Regions from separate parts of the Zea mays genome. Here regions 1 and 2 are each linked to region 3. The links are chromatin contacts, called in public Hi-C maps. All regions are on one chromosome and are shown on one strand. Each heading gives the region's core, a stretch centred on a gene start, on an enhancer-like site or on the middle of the called end of the contact. The rest is flanking DNA. Distances are from core to core; before and after follow the strand shown.

Region 1 (3,388 bases), core at 299-2,798, 420 kb after region 3:
AACAAATTTAAGGTTTATTTATGTGTATACCCAAAAACAAGTCATTTTGTTTTCCCCTTTTCACAAATGTGTATAGCATCTTGGTGGCACAAAAGGTGGATTGTATCTGTTGTTTTTTATAAGCTAGTGTTGTTGTTGTTTTTTTGGGTAAGCTAGAGTCATGTAGCTAGAGTCGTGTAGTCATGTAGCTAACTAAGAGGGTATTTAAATGCACTAGAGTTAAAAATTTACTAGTAGAATTAGCTAGCTAACTAACAACTAATTTACTAAAAATAGCTAATAGATGAAATATTAGTTAGGGTGTTTAGATGTCTTTAGCTAATTTTAGCCACTAACTATTATCTCTAGTGTATTCAAATATATCCTAACTATTAGCTACAGTGTATTCAAGCACCCCTAAGTCATAGTTGACTCCGCACAATATGTCCACGGTGAGATCCTCATATGCCATTGGTTGAAAAAAAAAAAGGTGAAGTTGCTTTCGATCGGATAGGAATAGAAGCTCAGGGTGCACCAAAGATCATATTCATCGCTATCTGGCCTCAACCTTGAATGCTCAACAAAAGCAGGTGGTTCTTCTATATGTATGATGTATCGACGAGTGGAATAACTTTTCTCCTACTTTGTTTATCCCACACAGGTTTTTTTTAATCCATACAAAAACCGGCGCGTTCAAGTGTAGAAAACAGAACTGTCTTTGCGCAGTACGGGAACGCTAGATCAAGCAAGTGAAGGTCCTTCGATGTTTTGGTTCCTTTTTTTATGCTTTGTTTAAACTTTCATGGCAGTCATTATTCATTTCATTCAATATTGGTTTCCTCCCCCGCTACATTTTGGATCAAGTTTTGAGTGTGTGGTGGACCATCTTCTTATCCACTCAGTGGTGCGCTTCCATTCTTCTCCATTTGCTACGCACTGTTGGCCATGCCAGAATACTGGAAGGATAACCTTTTTTATAATAAGTGTGTATATATACTACTCCTACATGAGACATATATTTGCCACGATCAGTGCATAATTTTTTTTATCGAGATATTTGAAGGATTATATGGATCGCATTGGGACATGCATCTGGTAAGCTACTGGGCATACTTATCTGGTTTGCCCTTTCTTTAGAACGTGTTACAGGCTTTTTTTTGGGATTAAAAAGCTACAGTGTTGTTGCACAAATCTGTTGCAACTCAAATTTGGGTAGGCAGGGAAGTAAACAGCTCGTCAAAACGTGGCCATCGTCTTGCTCGCTTAGAGCCTGCTTGGATACCCATATATATGCCTTAATCCAACCACTACAACACACATACGTTGAAGTAGATACATGGGCATCTAAACAAGGCTTTAAGCATAATTATCTCATTATCTTAAGCGTTTTTGAAGAAGAAGAAGAAGAAGAAGAAGAAAAAGTCTGTGTTTCTTGTTTTCGCTTCGAAAAACATTGTTCCTTATAAGCTTTTGCGGAAACCTGATAAAGCTAGGCCCTATGCTTATCCTATTGTTCCTTATGAACTTCTGCGAACGAAGTCCCACTATCCCAGAATGGATGTCCGTTATCATTCTGCTTGTCAATTCGCCTATTTTTGCTTTCCGTCCCTTTCTTAATCCACGTTCTGATTTCTGCACGTGGCTGCCTTTTCAGCTATCGAGCCAAAGCTTACGCAAAGAGACAGAGGTGTCGAATTAGCCTATACTTCCCACATGTGTTCCCTCCCTCAGGCCTCAAACATAGAAATAGAAGTCGGCTGTAATTATTTAATTTAATTTGGCTCATCAGGATTCAAGCTTGAGAACTCTGGCCCTGTGATACCCTATTGAATTGCATGTAGCTTAAGTCGATGGAATAAAAAAAAGGGTGCACTTATGGCTAATTCACTTTTATACTTGTCAACAATCAGAATCGTCCCAGACTCCCAGTGTGCCTGTGGCAGAACATTCTTTTGCTTCCTGGATAGTGGAGACAGTCACATATGAAAACGATCTTTTCGTGAGAAAACTAAGACAGAAAGAAAACATAAGACTCTGAACCTGCAGTTTAGCAAGATTAGACATTCCAGGAAATGCAACTAACGAGACAATCATCGTTGGAGGCAGCTGACCTGGGGCGCGCCATGCATCCTCGAAAGCAGGCAAAGCTTGTGGGTCGGAGTTGCGAGCTCTGCTCACTGTTCGAAGTGGAAGGGATCAGAAGCAGCCAATCAGCATATGCAAAAATGCGACGTGGTTTGTGAGTGGTAATTAGTTGCTTTGTCAGCTTCACCATCGATCGTGCTCACATGCTTCATTGTCTTGGTATGTTACTGCCTCATGATTGCTCCAAGATCGAGGATACGATTCTCTACAAGATTGGTTGGTGTGTGTTAGTGTTACTGTCAGCTGTCATACTAGTCAAACTCAACTTTCTTGGACCATGGTTTCTCTCTCTCTCTCACACACACACACAGCTCCCGTCTTTTTGTCAAGTTGAAGGTCTATCAAGTTGAAGGATGTTTCCTATAAGTGATACAAGAAGGCACTAGTGTCACAGACAGAGTTGCATTTATCATATGTATGCTTTAATTTGTTTTAGTCAGTAGTAATAGTAGTCAAGATGTTAATTAATCTACTAGTACCTGCGAGTGTACAATAATTGCAATCTGGAAAGAAACCGGATTTTTGGAAGTCAAACTCACTATCATATATGCTTTCCCTTGGGCAGACCATGCCCACGAGTTGAGTTGGCTGGCTGGACCAGAGTTTGACCCCCCAAAGTTCACAAATAATTCAGTTGCCATGAACCACACGGTATGGCAAGGAGTGGCAGAGGTCAAAGATACAGCCTCCCCCACATGCCACATGGCCTGCAAAAAGAGTGCAACACTAGCAAATAATTCAGTGCCTGATCTCCCTTTTCTAATCCATCTCTTGCTGCTGCATGTGTGCTGCTAAGCCTCCCTTATCCTGCTTTACACCCATGATCAGGCAGACAAGATCTGGTGCTATACCAGCTAGTGCCCCTCTGATTCCCGGAAAGCCACCACTGTTAACAACACACTCACACGCCCAGACCCAGCTAGCTAGCTTCCTAGTGCCTCCTGGCCGGCCTATCCATTGCCTTGGCTCCCCTGGGTGCTACTGCTGATGGGGAAAGACACCTATGCAAGTTCACGCCAAGCCTTACCGTTGGCTGCAATCTTGCTGCCCGCCTTAGCCTATATATACTGCTTCCAGTTCAGCACGGCTGAAACTTACTCTTACGAGTCGCGGAGCTAGAGTTACAGCGCTCGCTGGCCTTGAATTTTGTAGACGAGAGAACAGATTTGATTTCACCTGGGATTGTGATTTGGGAAGAAAGAGTCGGCGTCAGAGGAGAGGATCACAAGTTGACGAGTGAAGACACAGTTAAAGCAGGCATGCA
Region 2 (3,281 bases), core at 480-2,979, 290 kb after region 3:
AGGCCAGGCCAGGCCGTTGGTTTCGTGAGAGGCCTGGGGGTGGGGGCACGCATGCAAACAGCGTGCAGCAGCGTGTGGCGATTGGCGAAGCCACCAGGCAAGGCGAATTCCTTGTTCTCCAGCAGTCCCGCTCCAACTACCAGGCACCAGCTACCAGCTGGGCTGGCGGTTGCCTACGCGCGGTCGTCGCGCCGACGCGTGTGCGTGTGGCAGAAGGCGTGTGCAGCGCTGCCGACTGGCTCGCGAGCTCTCCGCGAATTCGCCGTCCCGTCACGCGATCCACGGCAGAGAAATTCCCGCCCTCCTGGTCTCGCGCGTGTTTGTGCGACTGGCAGTGGGCAGGTTGGCACTTGGCAGCTGGAGAATATACTCCAGGACAGCCCGGTCGTCAATCTTCACCGAGCGAATGAGGCTTCATTTTTATTTGATCGTGCTGCAGAGCTTCGCGGCGGCGCCAATGTGTTCCGCCCCACACAAAAAAAATAGTGGTTGCCTATTTTGACTACACGCCAGAGCGCCGAAGCGCAAGATAATGCAGTGCAGCATCAGATAAATTGTTGACCGGACCGGGATACAGAAACATAAATAAACTGGTTGCTCTCATCTCCTGGAGATACAGAGGTTAGAAAGGAAAAAAAAAGGAGCACCTCGACCTCGCCAGTTGGCCGCAAAAACAACTGGAGATGAGACGACCAAAAAGCAGGGGGCAGCATGGAGCGGCGGCGCCCGGTCCATACGTCATCTCAGTTCGCCTCCTTTGACCCTCGCTACACCTTTCCACGCCAGCTTCCCGCATTCCTTGCATCGCGCACCCTCGGAGTCCGAGTTTTTGCGCATCCCAGGGTTGCATCGGTTTCGCACGGCGTGACAGTTCAGACTTGCTGTGCGACTTTCCCTGTGTTTCTGGCACGTTTTACCGAACTATGGCGTGGTGCTCATAGCAGAAATTCGTCCGGAATGCTAACATGTTTTCTTTCGCCGGTTTTCCTCCACAGTACTGTAACGAACGACCAAAGTAACTTGTTTAGCTCACCCGTGACCAAACCTAATTCTTTCATACCATTTGTTGATCCTTGTGCACAAGGTTTAGGTGACTGTACTTGTTAAGAGTATACATAAGTTAATTAACAAGCTTGCCATTCCCTGAGTCTTTTTTTATTTGAGAACAAAAAAAAAAACTCTATCCCAATGGGAAACTTCCAACTCATGGCATCAAAGGGTCTTTTTGGTGGAGACTATATATATATATATATATATATATATATATATATATATATATATATATATATATATATAGCTTCTAACAACCTTCAAGAGTAATATTTTTGGTGGAGAGTGGCATTTTAGTTCCCTAAAAAAAGATGACGGTAAATTTATAACTCGCTTCTTTGGTCTCCTGTTGTCTGTCTCAGCATGAAGCCCACCTACAGCTCTAAAAGTAATACTCCCTCCGTTTCGTTTTAGTTGTCGCTGGATAGTGCAAAATTAAACTATACAGCGACAACTAAAAAGAAACGGAAGGAGTACGTACTAGTAATCTGCATCTTAAATTCTTAGTAATTTCCGAGTTTGGTGTCTGAAAACAGCCATGCTAAAAGTAGCAGCAACACCCAGCTGGGCCATTTCCGCAATAGAGCAGTACTACAGGGTGTGAAACCAAAAGACCACCACTGCCTAGTGCCTACTAATACCAGTGGCCCCCCTTCCCTGTTTTCCTCAACGCTTTCACTTTCTTCTCCGTTCCATCGCCTCCTCCCACTTCTCTCTGCCGCCCCCCACACCCCAGCCGCGCCATTGCCCACTGCATTGCAGACTGTAAGCCGGGAATCCACTTGGATTGCATCGATCCATCGGAAGGCGCCAGATGAACACCCGGCTGTCGGCAGAGTACCAGGGCCTGGAGGTGAAGGTGCCCAGCCTCTTCCGGTGCCCCATCTCGCTGGACGTGATGCGCTCGCCCGTGAGCCTCTGCACCGGCGTCACCTACGAGCGCGCCTCCATCCAGCGCTGGCTCGACTCCGGAAACACCACGTGCCCGGCCACCATGCTCTCGCTCCCCTCCACCGACCTCGTCCCCAACCTCACCCTGCGCCGCCTCATCGCGCTCTGGGCGTCCACGGCCGCGCCCTCCTCTCCCTCCTCCTCCTCATCGCCCGCCGTCGGCCCCACGCCGGCCGCCGCGGCGGCCGAGCTCCTCCGCCGGGTCGCTGACCCCGCCGCGGACCCCTGCCCCCCGCTCCGGAAGCTCGCGGCTTTCCTCTCCGACGACGACGTGGACGAGTTCGACAAGAACGCGCTGGCTCGGGCCGGCGGGGCCGCCGAGACCGTGGCGTCCGTGCTGCGGCGAGCGGGCAGGGAGCCCGCGGAGGCCGCCGTGCGGGTGCTCGCGGCCATCGCGGCGTCCGACTGCATCGAGGAGGAGAGCAAGAGGCGCGTGGCCGCGGCGCTGGCCGCCGACGCGCCGTCCACGGCTGCGGCCCTGGCGCGCGTGCTGCGGAGCGCCACCTCGCTCGAGGCGCGTGTGGACGCGGCGAGGCTGGTGGAGTCGCTGCTCCGCAATGCGGCGCCGGGCGCGCGGGCGACGGTGGCGGACTCCGAGGAGCTGCTCGGCGAGCTCATCCGCCTCGTGGGCCCCGCGGACGACAAGGGCGGCCTCGACAGGCAGGCCGTGGCGGCGGGGCTGTCGTGCCTGGCGGCCATCGCGGCGACGCGGCGGGCCCGCGCCGAGATGGTCCGCCTGGGCGCCGTGCCCGCCGCGGTGCGCATCCTGGAGGCCGACGCCGGTTCCCCGAGCCAGGCGCTCCGCGTGCTGGAGGCGGCGGTCGGGTGCGCCGAGGGCCGCGCCGCGGTTTGCGAGTCCGCGGGGTCGGCGGTGCCCGTGGTGGTGTCCAAGATGATGAAGGGCGGGATGGCCGGCGCGGAGGCGGCGGTGTCGGTGCTGTGGGCGGTGTGCCACCGGTACCGTGACCGGCGCGCGGTGGCGGCGGCGGCGGCGTGCGAGAGCGGGCTCACCAAGCTGCTGCTGCTCATGCAGAGCGGCTGCTCGCCGGCGGTGCGGCAGATGACGTCGGAGCTGCTCAAGATCTTCAGGGTCAACGGCAAGAGCTGCGTCGCAGGGTACGACTCCAAGACCAGCCACATCATGCCCTTCTGATCCTCACTGCTATCGGTGATACAACAGTGGAACCAGCATTTGTCTGTTACCCTTTTCCAGTTTCGAATTTTTTTTGATTCGTTGGAAGTGCATACAGTAGGGAAAAAAAAAAGAAAGAATGAGTTCT
Region 3 (3,026 bases), core at 286-2,785:
ATCAACCAAACAGGCCAGTCTGTTGTTGAGCTGCATGTCCAGGTAAAGCAGCACTCCTACTACATGCGTTGGAGCATTGTATGTTTGAGTTGTGCAAAGCCTAATACAGCAGAAGATTTTTCGTAAAACTTGCAGCTTCGTGTTGGTCTGCATTGGTGTTGCTCAAAACATTTTGTTCTCCTCTACAAGTTGTTCTATCAGGCTATCAGCATATGAGACCACCAAATCCGAATGAGCTCGACACCAGCAGCGGAGGCGCGGAGCAGCGCCAAACTGGGATCCCAAGACAAGGCAGGCGTAGTAGACAGAGCCCGACAGCGAGGTCGAAGCAGATGCTGTAGCAACCCTGCTGCCCTGCCGGTCTGCCTGTGCGCTTGCACCAGGAGCACGGTAGAAAAGACAGCTGCCCTCCTTTTCCAATAGCTGTAGTAGACAGAGGCCGACAGCGAGGTGACAGCAGCAGGCGTGTGGCGGCGTAGCAGTGACCAGTTTGGCACTCTGCCGTGCCCTGCCCCTCGCCGCCGGCTGACTGACTGTATACGACTACGGCCGCGCGCGGGCGCGGGCGCGGGCGCGGCGGGGCAGGTCGGCCGCGGGCGTGCATTAAAAACCTGCGCCGCCGGCGCGGCAGACACGGATCTCCACCCGCGTCTTTTCTGTTCTTACAACTGGAGGACAAAGAGAGAGAGAGGAAAACGAGCCGAGGAAAAAAAAAGGAGGGAAGAGAGCGAAGTTCACTCTGAGCCGCCGTCGCCACTCCCAACGTTGGCCTGTCGCCGCTCGGCAGAAGCGCTTCAAAGGCAGCTCCCCGCTGAAGCTCACCAGTCTGAGCTCGCATGGTCCACGGCCACGTGAAAGATGGGAACTCCGGCCGCAAATAACACACGGTGAAACAGGCAGAAATTTCCAGGTGCGGAGCAGCGAAACAGACGCCTGTCAGGTTCAAGTAAACCATGACAGGACAAAGAGATGTGCACTATAGGCTCGCAAAACTCCCCCAACCCGTTGCGAGAATTCCATGGCGTACTGCACTGCACTGCACCGCACTGTTCCATTGAGATCGGGACAGAATTCGAGCACGCGCCCCGTAGGGAAAGAGGAACGGGAGAGAGAGAGCCCGGGGCCGATCCCATGGCATCCCATCCCCACCACGCCGCACGGGATCAGAGCATAACCACGACGAAATCAAAAGCGCGCAGCACTTACCCGCAGATCGCCGAACAGAGGGACCCTCCCGCCCGGGCAGCCGATCGGAGAAGAATTCTGCTCCGTCGTCGATCGCCGGGACCAGCAAGTGCCTCCAGAAAACCGACCCTCTGTCACTGGTCACTGGTGTGCGAGCGCGACGCTCCCCGGTCCCGGATTGAATGGCTTCGTCTGCCCTTCCCACCGAAGGAGCCGACCCTGGCCGTCTGTTTTTATATCTCGTGCGCCGCCGGCCGGATCGGGGGTCTTTCTCCCTCTTTCCTCGTACTGGTCGGGTTCTCTCCTCGATGGGGTTAACTGACAGGTGGGCCCGGTCATATTTCGTCCACGTGGACTTGCTGCTGCTAGCCTTCTTTTCTGTTCGAGCCTTCCGTGCCGGCCCGTGAACGTTCCATGGTGGGTTTCTCTTGCGTTTTCCTCACCGAATACATACAAGGCCTCTCTCTTTCCATGTGGAACGGTACACACCGCGTGACGTTGGCGAGCAGCTGTTTCTTACGCCGTCACACACTCACACCGCGTCAGTTACAGTTTCAAGTCACGGTGGTGGCTCTGGGGTGGCCGTCCGCTCCTAAAGTAATTTCGACGGCCAGGATCGTCTCACTTGCACGTGAATTATCGACTTGATGAATCATGAATATCTAACGAAGTGCGGTAATGAAAAAAATGTTTTTTCTTGGACCCTGTCCAGTTCTAATGGGATCGGCATACGGTAAATAATTCATTTGTGTTATTAATCCGTGTCCTTTATATGTACTAGCATATAGCCTATACGAACGGTCAGACGCTAATATGAGAGTGGTAGATGGCGGCATGATACTGAACGGGTAGAGAATGTCGACGTCACCGCACCTCGACTAGCAGCCTGGCCGGCATAGCATCACCAGCGGCCAGCGCTATAGATGGCCAAATAGATCGTCCAGCACGGTACTATTAGGCACTATTAGTAATTGTGTCGTATCATGCTGTGCCGGCACTAATACCTAACCAGCAGCCTAGGCACTACACTATAGTGTCTAATTGTGTCGTGCGGGCATTATACAACACTAACACCTAATAGTGCTCGTGACAGCCCAGGCACTATTTCATTTTAAGAGCTTAAAAATACAGAAGATCTTTAAGATTATATATATAACTAGCTAAGTGCCCGTGCGTTGCAACGGGAATATATAATACCAGTATACTACGATAACTTATATACAAAATGTGTGTTATATTGTTATGAGAAAATGTTTAATAATCAATTTGTGATCCTAGCCATACATAAATTTTGTTATTTTAATCTAGTTGTTTCACTATTACATGGCAACCATAAGTATCATACAGACTTCGATATATACCACGATTTGTATGGTCTCATCATTAGAGAGCACGTTCCACACATGCCGGAAGAAATTTCCTCGTACATCGTTAGTATCAGACACGCACCACCATACGCTATTGCTTAAACATAAAGGTAAGTGTGTTTGCGAAGAGAATTAAAGGCAGGTCGGCACAAAAGCTACCCTGACGGTGGCGAGGATGACGAACTGGTCACTGTTGTCGATCCTCCTCTGCGTCACCTCTGGCGCCAAGATGACGCCACAATCCTCGATATAGTAGTCGTCGAACGCGCGCGACATGACGAGTACCGATGACTCTTGGTTGGGCTGCCAAACGAAGTGCACCCCGGGCTCATCAGCGAGGTAGTACCCCTGGCCGTTGCACCACCGGATGCGCTACTCCACTACATACATCATGTTTGATGACACTCACACAACGTCAGCAACGTCCATCGTCCCAGCGCACAAAAATTCATGTCCGGTCAGTAGCGACTTACG

Evidence for each region. A called contact is a pair of places that touch in the nucleus more often than the background predicts.
Region 1: a contact with region 3 is called in a Hi-C map of leaf, with 9 times the contacts expected there. The contact joins the promoter of LOC103627257 here to the promoter of LOC103627260 in region 3. A contact is called at or near these places in 5 of 25 Hi-C or Micro-C datasets (ear, endosperm, leaf and 2 more).
Region 2: a Hi-C map of bundle sheath shows a contact between it and region 3, with 4 times the contacts expected there. The contact joins the promoter of LOC100280896 here to the promoter of LOC103627260 in region 3. A contact is called at or near these places in 2 of 25 Hi-C or Micro-C datasets (bundle sheath and endosperm).

What each region holds. Positions count from the first base shown.
Region 1 is chr5:173,753,876-173,757,263 of Zm-B73-REFERENCE-NAM-5.0, reverse strand. It overlaps LOC103627257 (RING-H2 finger protein ATL72), which reads left to right and starts at 1,548. Exons shown (of 1, transcript XM_008647543.4): 1 at 1,548-3,388. The coding sequence starts at 3,384.
Region 2 is chr5:173,886,183-173,889,463 of Zm-B73-REFERENCE-NAM-5.0, reverse strand. It overlaps LOC100280896 (U-box domain containing protein), which reads left to right and starts at 1,729. Exons shown (of 1, transcript NM_001153816.2): 1 at 1,729-3,281. The coding sequence starts at 1,865. The coding sequence ends at 3,154.
Region 3 is chr5:174,178,886-174,181,911 of Zm-B73-REFERENCE-NAM-5.0, reverse strand. LOC103627260 (Transducin/WD40 repeat-like superfamily protein) reads right to left here and starts at 1,535. Exons shown (of 9, transcript XM_008647547.4): 1 at 1,207-1,535.